Regions from separate parts of the Canis lupus genome. Here region 1 is linked to region 2. Evidence: chromatin contacts called from public Hi-C data. All regions are on one chromosome and are shown on one strand. Each heading gives the region's core, a stretch centred on a gene start, on an enhancer-like site or on the middle of the called end of the contact. The rest is flanking DNA. Distances are from core to core; before and after follow the strand shown.

Region 1 (5,518 bases), core at 1,209-3,708, 95 kb after region 2:
TCTTAACTTGTGCCCTCCTGAACTTCATTTTGGGTTGCTTCACCCCTGCTGGTTTCTGAGAAGGGTAGTGCAACTAACAGTTAAAAATGTTGTTTCTCTAGTTGTTCCTCCATTCGGAGAGCTGAGTATTCACTCTTTGTGGCAGTGCATATGAGTTTACCATTATCAGCAACCGGTATCTCATGTTTTGCTTTGGTTCCCAGTGTGATCTGAGAATATGTAGAGGACCATGGGGGAGAGGAAATACTGCTGATGAGACAGCAATGAAGCCTTGGTCCCTTCTGTATGCGGGCCTGTGTCTGCCTCACACTGTAACCCATGGGCCCCTGATGGCCAGCCTCCTGTTTGAGAGACTGGAGTAGCAGAACTTCCATTGGAGAAGCAGGGTGAGAGGACGCACTGGTGGATGGGAAGAATGGAAGATCTTAAGTGAGGCCTATGGATCTGGTTTACTGGAAAACCGAAGGGAAATGAGGTTTCGTTTGCAGAGTGGGGGGCTAATGCTTGCAGGACTACTGCAGACAGCAGGGGATGGCTGAGCGGGTGAGGCACGGGGCTGAGAGGACATGGAGTGTGTGGGTAAGGATTTCTGATTTGGCTTCTTGAAAACGGAGTCATTTCAGGGACTACTGCAAATGTCATGTGAGGATGACTGCATGGGAGAAGGGTGACTGGCCGAGGAAGTGCAGCACACTCATTTAGTTTGAATAGAGTTGGTGGTGGAAGAAGAGTTAGCTGCAGATTGCTGTGATGTGTTCTCTTGCTTGGAGATGAGCAAAGAGGGAGAGAGGAGATCCATTTTAAATTGTAGAGATCAAAGCATTTCCACCCCCCCCCCCCTTTGGAGATGGTGTTAACCGACAAGCGTTTGGGGTACTTCATTATAAAAGATTTATTCAGATAGAGACATAATAAGACAAGTTTCCTGCTCTGAGGAGAAACACAATGGAAAGGAAGAGTAGTACAAGAGATCATTTTTTTTTATTATTTAAAAATTGAAAAGCCTATATTATGCTATAAACATCAGGTGCTGAATAAGCCAAGGCAACAACGTTCTATGACAACTTTTAAGTACAGCGTTCTTTCCAGAATATTTAAAAGATTTTGAAGGTCTCTTATCAATATTGACAATATAATGAATGCGTCCAAAGGGTGCAGTATTTTATTGATCCACATTTAAAGTCTCAACCTGTATCACCCTTAAGGTGATATAGTATGATGGCGTTTTGAATTAATAAATAATTCACAAAATTAATGTGCACATAAATGTTGTATAACCAACTTATTCGTTACTATGTGAAAAACTGAGTTTGTGAAATCTGCACCTTTCAGTTATAAATGTTTTTTTTTTTTTTTCCTCCTTAGGTTATTTTTAAAGTCGGATTTATGATCTACTATTACAGATTAATTTGTGAGCAGGCTAGGAAGTCACAGAAATTTTAAAAAACCTTCATTTGGCTTCACCTCTTAAAGACTACTGACATCTAGGAAAGCGTGAAGAAACATTCTATCACGTGAAATACCTTTTAGCTGGAAGAAAGTTTCATGTAGGAGGCAACTCCCCCTGCTGTGATGTCTAGGAACAAAGGAAAACACAGCCTATGGTTGAGAGATGTTAAAATGTGGAGGTTTTCATAGAATTAATGGTGCTGAGATTACTTTCTTTTTATATCCAGGACCAGATGAATAAACACTTTCATTGTCAAATCGTGTGGCTCAAAAGAAAAGAGAAGCAATCTTTCAGTCTATGAATATGCAGTTTTTTCCCGTTACTTTCAAGAGTTCCTTGCATAGAATATTGCTTTTTATTTTATCCAGCCACATAATCCTTTTTTTCTTCTTTTCTTCACCTTTAGGCACGTTTAATTGTACGAAAACTCTCCCACCTGGCTGGCAGTACTTCAGGATAAACCACATTTTCAAAAGAACATCTGCTTTTGACTACCGAGGAGATTGAATTGTTTCAAAGTGTCACCTGTTCTGTGGCAAGCAAGTGGACCTGTTTTAATGATTTTAAGGAGATATTGTTTACGGACCATATAAACAGTCACTAAAGCCCCCATAACGTACTCAGAGTAAAATGATGCAGAGAAATAATGGGCTGGAGAGGACTGAATGGGCCCAGTGTCTCTGGTGTTCAGCTTATAGGAATGTTTGGTTTCTAAACCATAGGCAATGCAGACATCTGTGTTCTTCAAATGCCTTAAACATGTTTACCTTGGGTAACACCACACTTGGATAACATACAGAAAAAAATTCCTTCTTTTGATTTTTCTTCCTAATTACACGGGGCTGATGAATCTAATCTGGTTTCTTTGTTGGCCCCCTTTTCGAGTCAGTAGAGGGAGCCAGAGTGACCGAGCCGGCCGTCCTGACCTGGCAGGCTTCAATCAGGCAATCAGGCCAGAAAATTGTAGCCGGAGAGTTTCCCTTGGGCTCCAAACAAGCAGAAAAGGGGCAGTGAGGGGAGCAGGAGCTTTCTGAATCAGGTAGGGCAAGGCTCTCATGAAGTGTTGCAGTGTTGCATCAAGAAAAGACCATTTACAAAGGGGATCTTTGTGATGCCCCATGATAAAGAGCAAAATTCGTTTTATGCAAATTAGGCATTACGTAATCTCCTTCTACACAGTTGGCCTTGGAAATACACTGCAAGTTTGTGGAGACGGTCCTTGCCGTATGAGGCCCTGGTGTGTGTTAGCACAGAATTAGCAAATTGCTAGATTCTTGTCATAGTTCTCATTAAATTTCCTATCCACCACTATTTTCTCTTTTCCGGGTGCCTGCATTGGTCTCCTGACAGGTCTCTATGCTTTCACTTTTACTCATCTATACCCTGTTTGTGATGTGGGAGCCAGAGTGATCCTTTACAAATAAGTCACTCTGTTCAATGACCCTCTGAAGCCTTCCCAACGTAGAGGAAAAGCCGGGGCCCTTGCAACGGCCTCCAAAGTCCCCCACCCTTTGGTGCTTCATCATTCTCTGTCCTCATCCCCCACTGTTCTCCCTCTGCTCCAGGTGGCTGGCCCCTTGCAGCTCCTGGACACTCAAGTTCATCCCTACCTTAGAAGGCTTTGCAGTGGCTGTTCCTCCACTGAACGCTTTTCCCACAGGCAAACTCCAAGCTCTTCAGCCTTTACTCAAATATCATCTTCACAATCCACCTAGGATACTGCTGGTTCCCCGTCTCTTGACATATATTTGGTAACATTTAATAACTTTCTAACCTACTACACAATTCACTTATTTACTATATTTGCTACTTTTTGTCTGTCTTCAGCTACTAGAATTTAAGCTCTGAGGGTAAGAAATTTTTTTTTTTTAATTTTCATTTTCAGAGGATTGTGGATTCACATGCAAATTGGAAGAAATGGTACAAACAGATCTTGTATACCAGTTACTCAGTTTCCTCCAGTGGGAACGTCTTCCAAAACAACAGTACAACATCACAGTCAGAAAATTGACATTGATACACTTTATCCACCTTATTCAGATTTTATTATTTTATGTGAATTGATTTCTGTGTGTATTTAGTTCCAACCAATTGTATCGCGCATTTAGATCTGTGTGACCATCATGTGTGTGACAATCAAGATACTGAACAGTTAGCTCCCTTACAAGGTTCAGGGTAAGAATTTTTATTTAATTCATTGATATATTCCGAGGATCTGGCACATAGGAAGTGCTCTATGCATATTTATTTAATAAATCAAGTTATTTTTTGTAATGGAACTTATGTAAAAATATTATCAGCATCGGGTTACCAAATATTTTTTTGGGGGGGGGGGTAACCAAATAATTTAAAGCCATATTCAGGTTGGGTTTTCTCTTTTGGTTATTGTTCATTTAAAATGTATCTAATAAATGTAATTCTTTTAGAGTACATACATATTCATCTCTTGTTTCTGAAGTGCTGGTGGTTACGATATAGTCACTGGAAATGTGATTTACTATAAATCCTAGGAAGTATTGTTGTTCGAGGGCTCAGAAAAGTTCCTTAGTGTCCTTGATTTTCAAACTCTCATTTTAATGGGGTAGTTTTTAAAGTAAAACAGTCATTCTACGGATGAGCTAACCGTATTTCAAATACATGCCACAAAAGCGGTCTGAGACTGAATCGTGGTAGAACTGCGAGCTCGCTTATCGCCTTAGTATCCTACCCTGAGGGGATTCATCAACAGAGCAAAACTAGAATCAGACCAAGGCTTCTTCCCAGGGACAATATTCCAATCATTATTATCTGCCTATTTGTTGTTGTTGTTGTTGTTATTAGGTGGATTCACTTTATAGCAATTTCATTTTATTGTGAGTTTATGAAATGTCTGACTTGGTTGCTTAGTCTGGGTATAAGGAAAATTTTCCTTTCTGTCAAGTTTCTTGGCTCAGTTAGCCACCAAACTAAAATGTTTTGCTGTATTAACACCACAACATGATCACAGTCGGTGGCTGGAGTAAATAATCCTGAAGAGGCCTTCTGAGTTCAAGGATTCCTATCAAGATGATTGTCCTACCAATGGAATAAATGAACCTTATTGCTTATCAAATTTTTTTTTTAAATAAACCAGCCCTCTTCTCATTTCTTATATCTAAGAGTCAAAGATTAATAATCTAAAAACAGCCTAACTTCTCCCTGTTTTCCCAGGATTTCATGTCGGTTGTAGTTTTGGGAGACTTTAGTTGATCAGGAAAAAATAAACAAAGCAAACAAAAAACACAGCCAAACTAATCTTGAAATGCAGCTAAATTACTTCTGAAGTATTTTTTGTTTTGAGCTAGACACACAGCAAATTTTGATTAGGTCTAAACTAATCTTAATAACTTTGATTTTCATCCAGATCATAAGATTCATTAGCATACGTAGAATGTTAAAGAAAAATGTTGTTAAATCATGTGGGATTATAAATAACTTCAAGTCTATGGTTTAAGCTATTAAATGGGGAAATCGAAGAAAAAATTAATTATCTATCTGGGGGAGGATTTCATTAGATGAAAAGTATTAAAGGAAATTATAAACAAAAGGATCAATAGATGTGATTAAAATGTAAAGTTTTACATTTAAAAAGAGACCACAGGGCAGCCCTGGTGGCTCAGCAGTTTAGCGCTGACTTCAGCCCAGGGCCTGATCCTGGAGACCCCGGATCGAGTCCCACGTCCGGCTCCCTGTATGGAGCCTGCTTCTCCCTCTGCCTGTGTCTCTGCCTCTCTCTGTCTCTCTCTGTCTCTCATGAATAAATAAAATAAAATCTTTAAAAAGAAAAAAAGAGAGAGACCATATATATATATATATAATTATATATATATATTTAAAAGACAAACCATCAGCAGGAAAATGTTTAAAACAAATAAATAGATAAAAATATCCTTACCACATGAAGCATTCTTCTATCCCGTCAGCTCTATTTCAAATACTTTAAATGGCTTATCACATGGCAATTTGCAAATATATATCAAAACCCTTAAAACATCAAATCGTTTTTAACCAAGTAATTGTGTTTGTGGGGCTCTAAATAAATAATTACAA
Region 2 (5,918 bases), core at 2,320-4,819:
ACCGAAGAATCCCTAATAGACAGTGTTCACACTGTGGCATCTTTCTGGTACTGGTACCAAGATTCGGTAATACCGATCCACGTGACGACCTGAGGTCCTGAGGAGGGAATCTTCTAGACCAGGCTGTGAGGCTACCTGGGTCAGAGTAGTAACTGCCATGCATTCATGGGGCTCTGCAGCTTTAAAAGCATGTTTCCATCCATTATCTGTCAATTATTTTCCCTGAGGACAGGCTGGCACCATGTAAAGTGCAGCCAGGACACCAGGGTTCTAATTTTGCTCCCTTCTCTCTGATGCAAAATGAGGGGTTTGGTCACTAGATTCTCTCCAAGGTTCCTCATGTAGCTAGGTACATAGGGCAAATTTTATTATCACCATTTTATAGACGGGGAAACTGGAGTCAAGAGAGCTCAAGGGACTCGCCCAAGGTCTCAGATAATAACTGATATCCAGTTCTTGAGACGAGACACCAGACCTGTAAGGACAAAGTATTTTCTATTATGTCAGACTCAGGACCCTTCCTAGTATTTGTGGGCAAGAGGACAAAGAGAGGCCCACATAGCATTACTCTAAATACTTAAGTTATAAATCAAGATAGCAAACTGTTAACAAAATAGGATCCATGTGTCCTCTCACCCTGACAAATACCTCCTTACAAGGACCTGCATGGTGTGAATCAGGAATTCGGGACTCTTCCAAGGAGGAGGCTGGAAAGGGGAAGGGAAGCAAAGCTGACTCCATGGAGGACCCTTCCTGCACCCACTGGGAGCCCACAGCACCTGGGAGTGCACACCTCAGCCCAACAAACAGCCATCCCTGGACACAGGACTGAGTTCAAAATTCCAAGCAAGTCCTATTTGGGCAGAGGATTCCAGAATTCTGACTCCCTGGAGCCTGGCCTAGAAGCAGGTTCAGCTTCCTTGACCCTGCGGGAGGGTGCATCACCAGGGGAGAACCCCGGGGCGGTGGGCAGAGGTCCCTCTCGCTTGGGGTGGAGACAGTCTGACCTCAGGCCCCAAGGCTGACCCTAAGCAAGAGTACAACCTGGGGACTTCCCCGAGAGGAGGCAGTAGGGCCCCGAGAGGCACACGCCAGCTTCTGCAGCCCAACAGGGAGGCCGGGGTCCTAGCCCGGCCACTCACCCGCTGGGAAATCGCAGGCAAGTCACCCAACATCCCAGGACCTCAGTTGCTTCCTCTTTAAAACAGGTGTAACAAGGCCTGTGAGGCGGCGCGGAGGAGCCGTGCGGGACCTTCTGCAGACATTCAGCGCTGGTCAGTGCTGCGGGGCTTCTCCTCTGCTGCAGGAGGTGGGTGTGCCTCTGACAGGTGGGGTGCTCTTTGCTTTTTTCTTCTTTTTTTTTTTTTTTCCTGGAGGATTACATAAGCACAGAGTTCGAGGCGGGCTCTCTGATAGTCAAGGTTAAAACACGTTGTCTGCGCTCCACCGTGAGGGCGGGGCGGGCACCCCCCGGCACCCCCCAGCACCCCGCTCCCCTCCCCACCCCCCAGGCGGCGGCTGCACCCACGTCCCGCCGGGGCCGGTGGGGACTTGGGGCTGCGCCTCCGCGGCTCGGGGCAGGTCAGCCCGCGAACGTGGCCGGACCCGGGGCCCAAACCCAGCGCTCGCCACGCAGCCGGGCGCGTCTCGTCCGAAGCGCACGCCGAGCGCGAGTAGCCTCGGCTTGCAAAACCAAAAAAAAAAAAAAAAAAAAAGTGCAGACTCGGAGCTGGGGGGGTTGACGCAGCTCGTGCCCCCCTACCCACCCCCGCACCCCCGGCTCCGGGGCTCGTGCACACGCGGGCCCCCCGACAGGTCCCGGGTCCCGGCCCCGGGCGAGGAGGCAGGGAGGCTGGGGCAGGTCGAGGCAGCGCCCCCGCCCCTCCCGCGGCCGCGAGCCCAGCCCGACGTGCAGGCGGCCCGCCCCCAAACCCAGACGTCTGCAGGAGGACAAGCCTGGGCATCCCCGCCCCCGCCCCCGCCCCGGGACCCGGAGCGGGCGGCGCACGCAGTCCGGGCGGCCCCCTTGCACGCCCCCGTCCCCCCACTTCCCGCCCAGCCGCACACTTTGCAAACTCCGCAGGAGCCCGGGCCCAGCGGGGGGAGCAGGGCGCCCGCGGCCTCCGGGCGCTGCGCAGCCAGGCTCGCCCCGCAGCGCCAGCGGGGCACTATATTTAGCGCCGAGCTCTCCGCCTTAATTCCTCTTCTTTTTTTGCACCCCGGGCTCCCAGAACGACTAGGTCGGGGGAAGCGGGAGGGGGGGGCGGGGAGCAGCGGGGAAAGAACAGCTGCGCCTCCGCCCCCCGCTCGAGCTCCGCAGGCGCCAATCGCGAGCCGAGGCTACTTTTCCGCCAATGAAGCGGCCGCAAGTGCGGGAGCCTCGGCGGCAGCCAATGGGGCCCCGGCCGGGGCGGCGAGACGGGCGCGGCGGGGCCAATGGGGCCCGAGGCCGGGAGAGGTAATGTGAGCCGCGCGGTGGCTGCGCGGGCCCCAGCTTCCTATTTCTAAGCCCGAAAACCTGTTCCGCCCACTGAGCATGCCCGGGCTCGCTGCCGGCGCCGCGGCCGTGCGGCTGGGGGTCGGCCCGGCCTCCGCGCTTCCGGGAGGCTCCCCTGTGCCGGCCGGAGCCCCCGCGGGCCCCTTTGTGCGGGACGACGGGAGTGGGGGGCCGGGAGCGTGTCGGGGCCCGCGCCGTGGGAGGGGGCACAGGTGCCCCGCGCGCCGCTCCCACGCCCTCGGGGTCTCCCGGCGCCCGGGACAACGGGAGCGGCCGAGCGCGCAGCCCACGCCGCGGCGCCACCGCCCCGCTGCACCAAGCCGCCCCCGTGCACACCCACGCGCGCTGCTCACCCCGCGCCCGGCCCTGGGCCCCTCGCACGGCCCGGGAGGCCCCGCCCCCGGACACGCCCCCCGCGCGGCCCCGCCCCCGAGCTCCTCGCAGGCCGCTCCCCGGGAGGCCCCGGCCCCGCCCCCCGCGCGAGGCCCCGCCCCTCGCGCCCAGCCCCGAGCCCCTCGCAGGCCGCTCCCGGGGAGGCCCCGCCCTCGCCCCGCCCCCAGCGCGGCCCAAGCCCCGCCCCCGCGCGAGGCCCCGCCCCCCGTGCCGACCCCGAGCCTCTCGCAGGCCGCTCCTGGGGAGGCCCCGCCCCGGCCCCGCCCCCCCCGCGCGCGGCCCCGCCCCCTTGCCCGGCCCCCCGGAAAACCCGGCGCGGCGGCTGGCGCGGGCGAGGCCGTCGGCGCACTGGGCATGCTCGCCGGGGCGGGGAGGGCCGGGCTGCGCGCGGCGAGTAGGAAGCCGTCGCCCCGCGGAGGCTGCGGGGAGAGCGCGCTGGGCCGCGGCGGTGGGCGCACGGTCTGCGGGGCCCCATGCCACGCGCGGCCCGGGCCGGCGCGCACGTAGCAGCAGCCCCCCCGGCAGCCCGCCGCCGCCGCCGCCGCCGCCGCCTCCCGCCGCCCGGGCCGCCGGCATTGTCCTCCCGCGCCGCCGCCGTCGCCGCCGCGCCGCCGCCGCCGCCGCCAGGCTGAGCCCGGGGGCAGGTCGTGCAGCCGACGAGCCCAGGCGCCCCGCGGCGCGCACCCCCGACGGGGCCGCGGCGGGCGCGGCGAGGGCGCCGGCGGAGCCATGAGAGAGTACAAGGTGGTGGTGCTGGGCTCGGGCGGCGTGGGCAAGTCGGCGCTCACCGTGCAGTTCGTGACCGGCTCCTTCATCGAGAAGTACGACCCCACCATCGAGGACTTCTACCGCAAGGAGATCGAGGTGGACTCGTCGCCGTCGGTGCTCGAGATCCTGGACACGGCGGGCACCGAGCAGTTCGCGTCCATGCGGGACCTGTACATCAAGAACGGCCAGGGCTTCATCCTCGTCTACAGCCTGGTCAACCAGCAGAGCTTCCAGGACATCAAGCCCATGCGGGACCAGATCATCCGCGTCAAGCGGTACGAGCGCGTGCCCATGATCCTGGTGGGCAACAAGGTGGACCTGGAGGGCGAGCGCGAGGTGTCGTACGGCGAGGGCAAGGCCCTGGCCGAGGAGTGGAGCTGCCCCTTCATGGAGACGTCGGCCAAAAACAAAGCCTCGGTGGACGAGCTGTTCGCGGAGATCGTGCGGCAGATGAACTACGCGGCGCAGCCCAACGGCGACGAGGGCTGCTGCTCGGCCTGCGTGATCCTCTGAGCCGCCCGCGCGCGGGAGCCCCGCGCCCCCGCGCCCGCCCCCGCGCCCGCCCCCGCGGGGGGGATGCGCTGCGCCCGCGCCGACCTCGGGGGCCGCTGTGCCTCGGCCCCGGGGCGGGGGCGGGGGTGCCGGGGGCCCGGCTGGGCTGCACCGCCCGGCTCCCGACCCCCGCCGACCTCCGCTGACCTCCGCCGACCTCCGCCGACCTCCGCTGACCTCCCCCTCCGAGCCCCGGTGCAGCCCCGGTGCAGCCCCGGTGCAGCCCCGGGGGCGGTGCGGCTCCTGCTGCATGCACGCTGCTCGTGGACCCCGGGAGACGCGGATTTTTCCACCCCACTCCCCGCGTAAGGAGCCGTTAGGGCGCTGTGTGGGCAGCTCGACACGGGCCAAAGTTTCAGCCTGCAAAAAAAAAAAAAAAAGAAAAAGAAAATAAATAAAAATAAATAAATAAATGGGGTGGGGAGGTAGAAAGGGAGGGGGCAATTTTTCCTTTTTTTTTTTTTATTTTTATTTTTTTTCTTTTGCCTCCAACCACCCCTTTTTGTAGTTCCACATGGAAGGAAGTCCGGGAGAACCAAATGAAGGAGCAGGACAGGAGGAAGGGAAGAAACTTTTGTGTTGGCTTTTTTTATTTTTTATTTTTTTATTTTTTTTTCTTTCCTTTTTTTTTTTTTTTTTTTTTTTTCCAGGAGGAGCTGGAAATTAAAGATCGGGTTCCTTTTCTGCCAGCTTGGAAGGGCAACCCTGTGACTGATTGTGATTCTAAGGATGTCTATGCAAAGTTGGATTCTTGTTACAGTGTATCCAATCTGAAGTATGCACATCTGAACTGGGACTGTAAACACTGATGCCAATGCAGTGTGGGGTGCCAGAAAGTGTCTGCTGATATTTGTGGAAAAAAAAAAAATCTATTTTGTTTACCTACTGTATCAAAGGGGAGTCTGGGGGAGAACGGTAGTATTTTTTTTTTTTTTTTATCAGCTGTGAAAAAAAAATGTTACAGATCTGCACATTTTTGTGTGTACTGTGTGTGTGTGTGTGTGTGTGTGTGTGTTTCTTTGGGTTTCTTTTTGTTTTTTGTTTTTTTTTTTTTTAAGTTTAGCTTTTCTTTTTGGTTGGCAGTGACAGGTTTTGATGACTAGCTCTTTAAAATACAGTACAAAGACTTCAAAAATGTGATTCAGGGCCCCAGCACCCCTGTGTCTGCAGAGTGCCTTCAAAACTCAGCTGTTCCAGCCGGTGCCAACCTGTGAACTTCCCACCATAACCCAGAATCTGCTATTCCCCAAACCACTTCCTAGTTTCCTTTCTGTAATCTTCCTGAAGGAGCCAGGACAATAGGGCCTGTTGTTTGGTGAATTTCTTTATTATTTCCAGCCCTTAAAATGTAATTTCCATGTCTTGCAATGGTTTTGGTTGTTTTTTTTTGTTTTGTTTTTTTGTTTTTTTATTTTGTTTTGTTTTGTTTTTTTGTTTTTTTTCTTTTTTTGCCCTTCTTTCTTTCTTTTTTATCTGGCTTCATTTTGTTCAAATGTTCAGGTATTTAGCTCCCCTTTGTATTATTTTTAAAAATTTTTTGGGGTTATCTGTTCTAGGGTGTTCCTCCAGAAGCAAAGAACAAAATTTTCCTGTTGTGATGTACCAAGAGAATTCTCACTAATTGTAATTTTTAATTCCAGACACGCGTTTAATCATTGTCTCTCCATTTTAAGACTTTTAATACAGATGTCATTTTTAAAGAAACAAA

The links. Hi-C and Micro-C count contacts between places; a contact is called where the count stands out from the background.
Region 1: a contact with region 2 is called in a Hi-C map of blood, with 5 times the contacts expected there. The contact joins the enhancer-like site here to the promoter of RAP2B in region 2. A contact is called at or near these places in 3 of 9 Hi-C or Micro-C datasets (all in blood).

What each region holds. Positions count from the first base shown.
Region 1 is chr23:48,146,978-48,152,495 of UU_Cfam_GSD_1.0, forward strand. LOC119865316 (a long non-coding RNA gene) reads left to right here. Exons shown (of 3, transcript XR_005376746.1): 2 at 1,857-3,201; 3 at 3,336-3,882. Among named protein-coding and RNA genes, the nearest start is that of RAP2B, 95 kb to the left of the region's middle. Within about 2 kb of position 2,459, at least 3 of the 20 cell types and tissues checked have an H3K27ac peak or open chromatin away from gene starts, as enhancers often do. A contact at or near this core is called in blood, where this site is marked.
Region 2 is chr23:48,051,069-48,056,986 of UU_Cfam_GSD_1.0, forward strand. RAP2B (ras-related protein Rap-2b) reads left to right here and starts at 3,570. Exons shown (of 2, transcript XM_038570198.1): 1 at 3,570-4,175; 2 at 4,211-4,262. The coding sequence starts at 3,620. The coding sequence ends at 4,171. It overlaps LOC119877426 (serine/arginine repetitive matrix protein 1-like), which reads right to left and starts at 3,365. Exons shown (of 5, transcript XM_038570205.1): 1 at 3,184-3,365; 2 at 2,519-2,807; 3 at 2,066-2,340; 4 at 1,143-1,370; 5 at 1-475. The coding sequence starts at 3,365. The coding sequence ends at 346. LOC119865433 (a long non-coding RNA gene) reads left to right here and starts at 4,331. Exons shown (of 3, transcript XR_005377227.1): 1 at 4,331-5,918.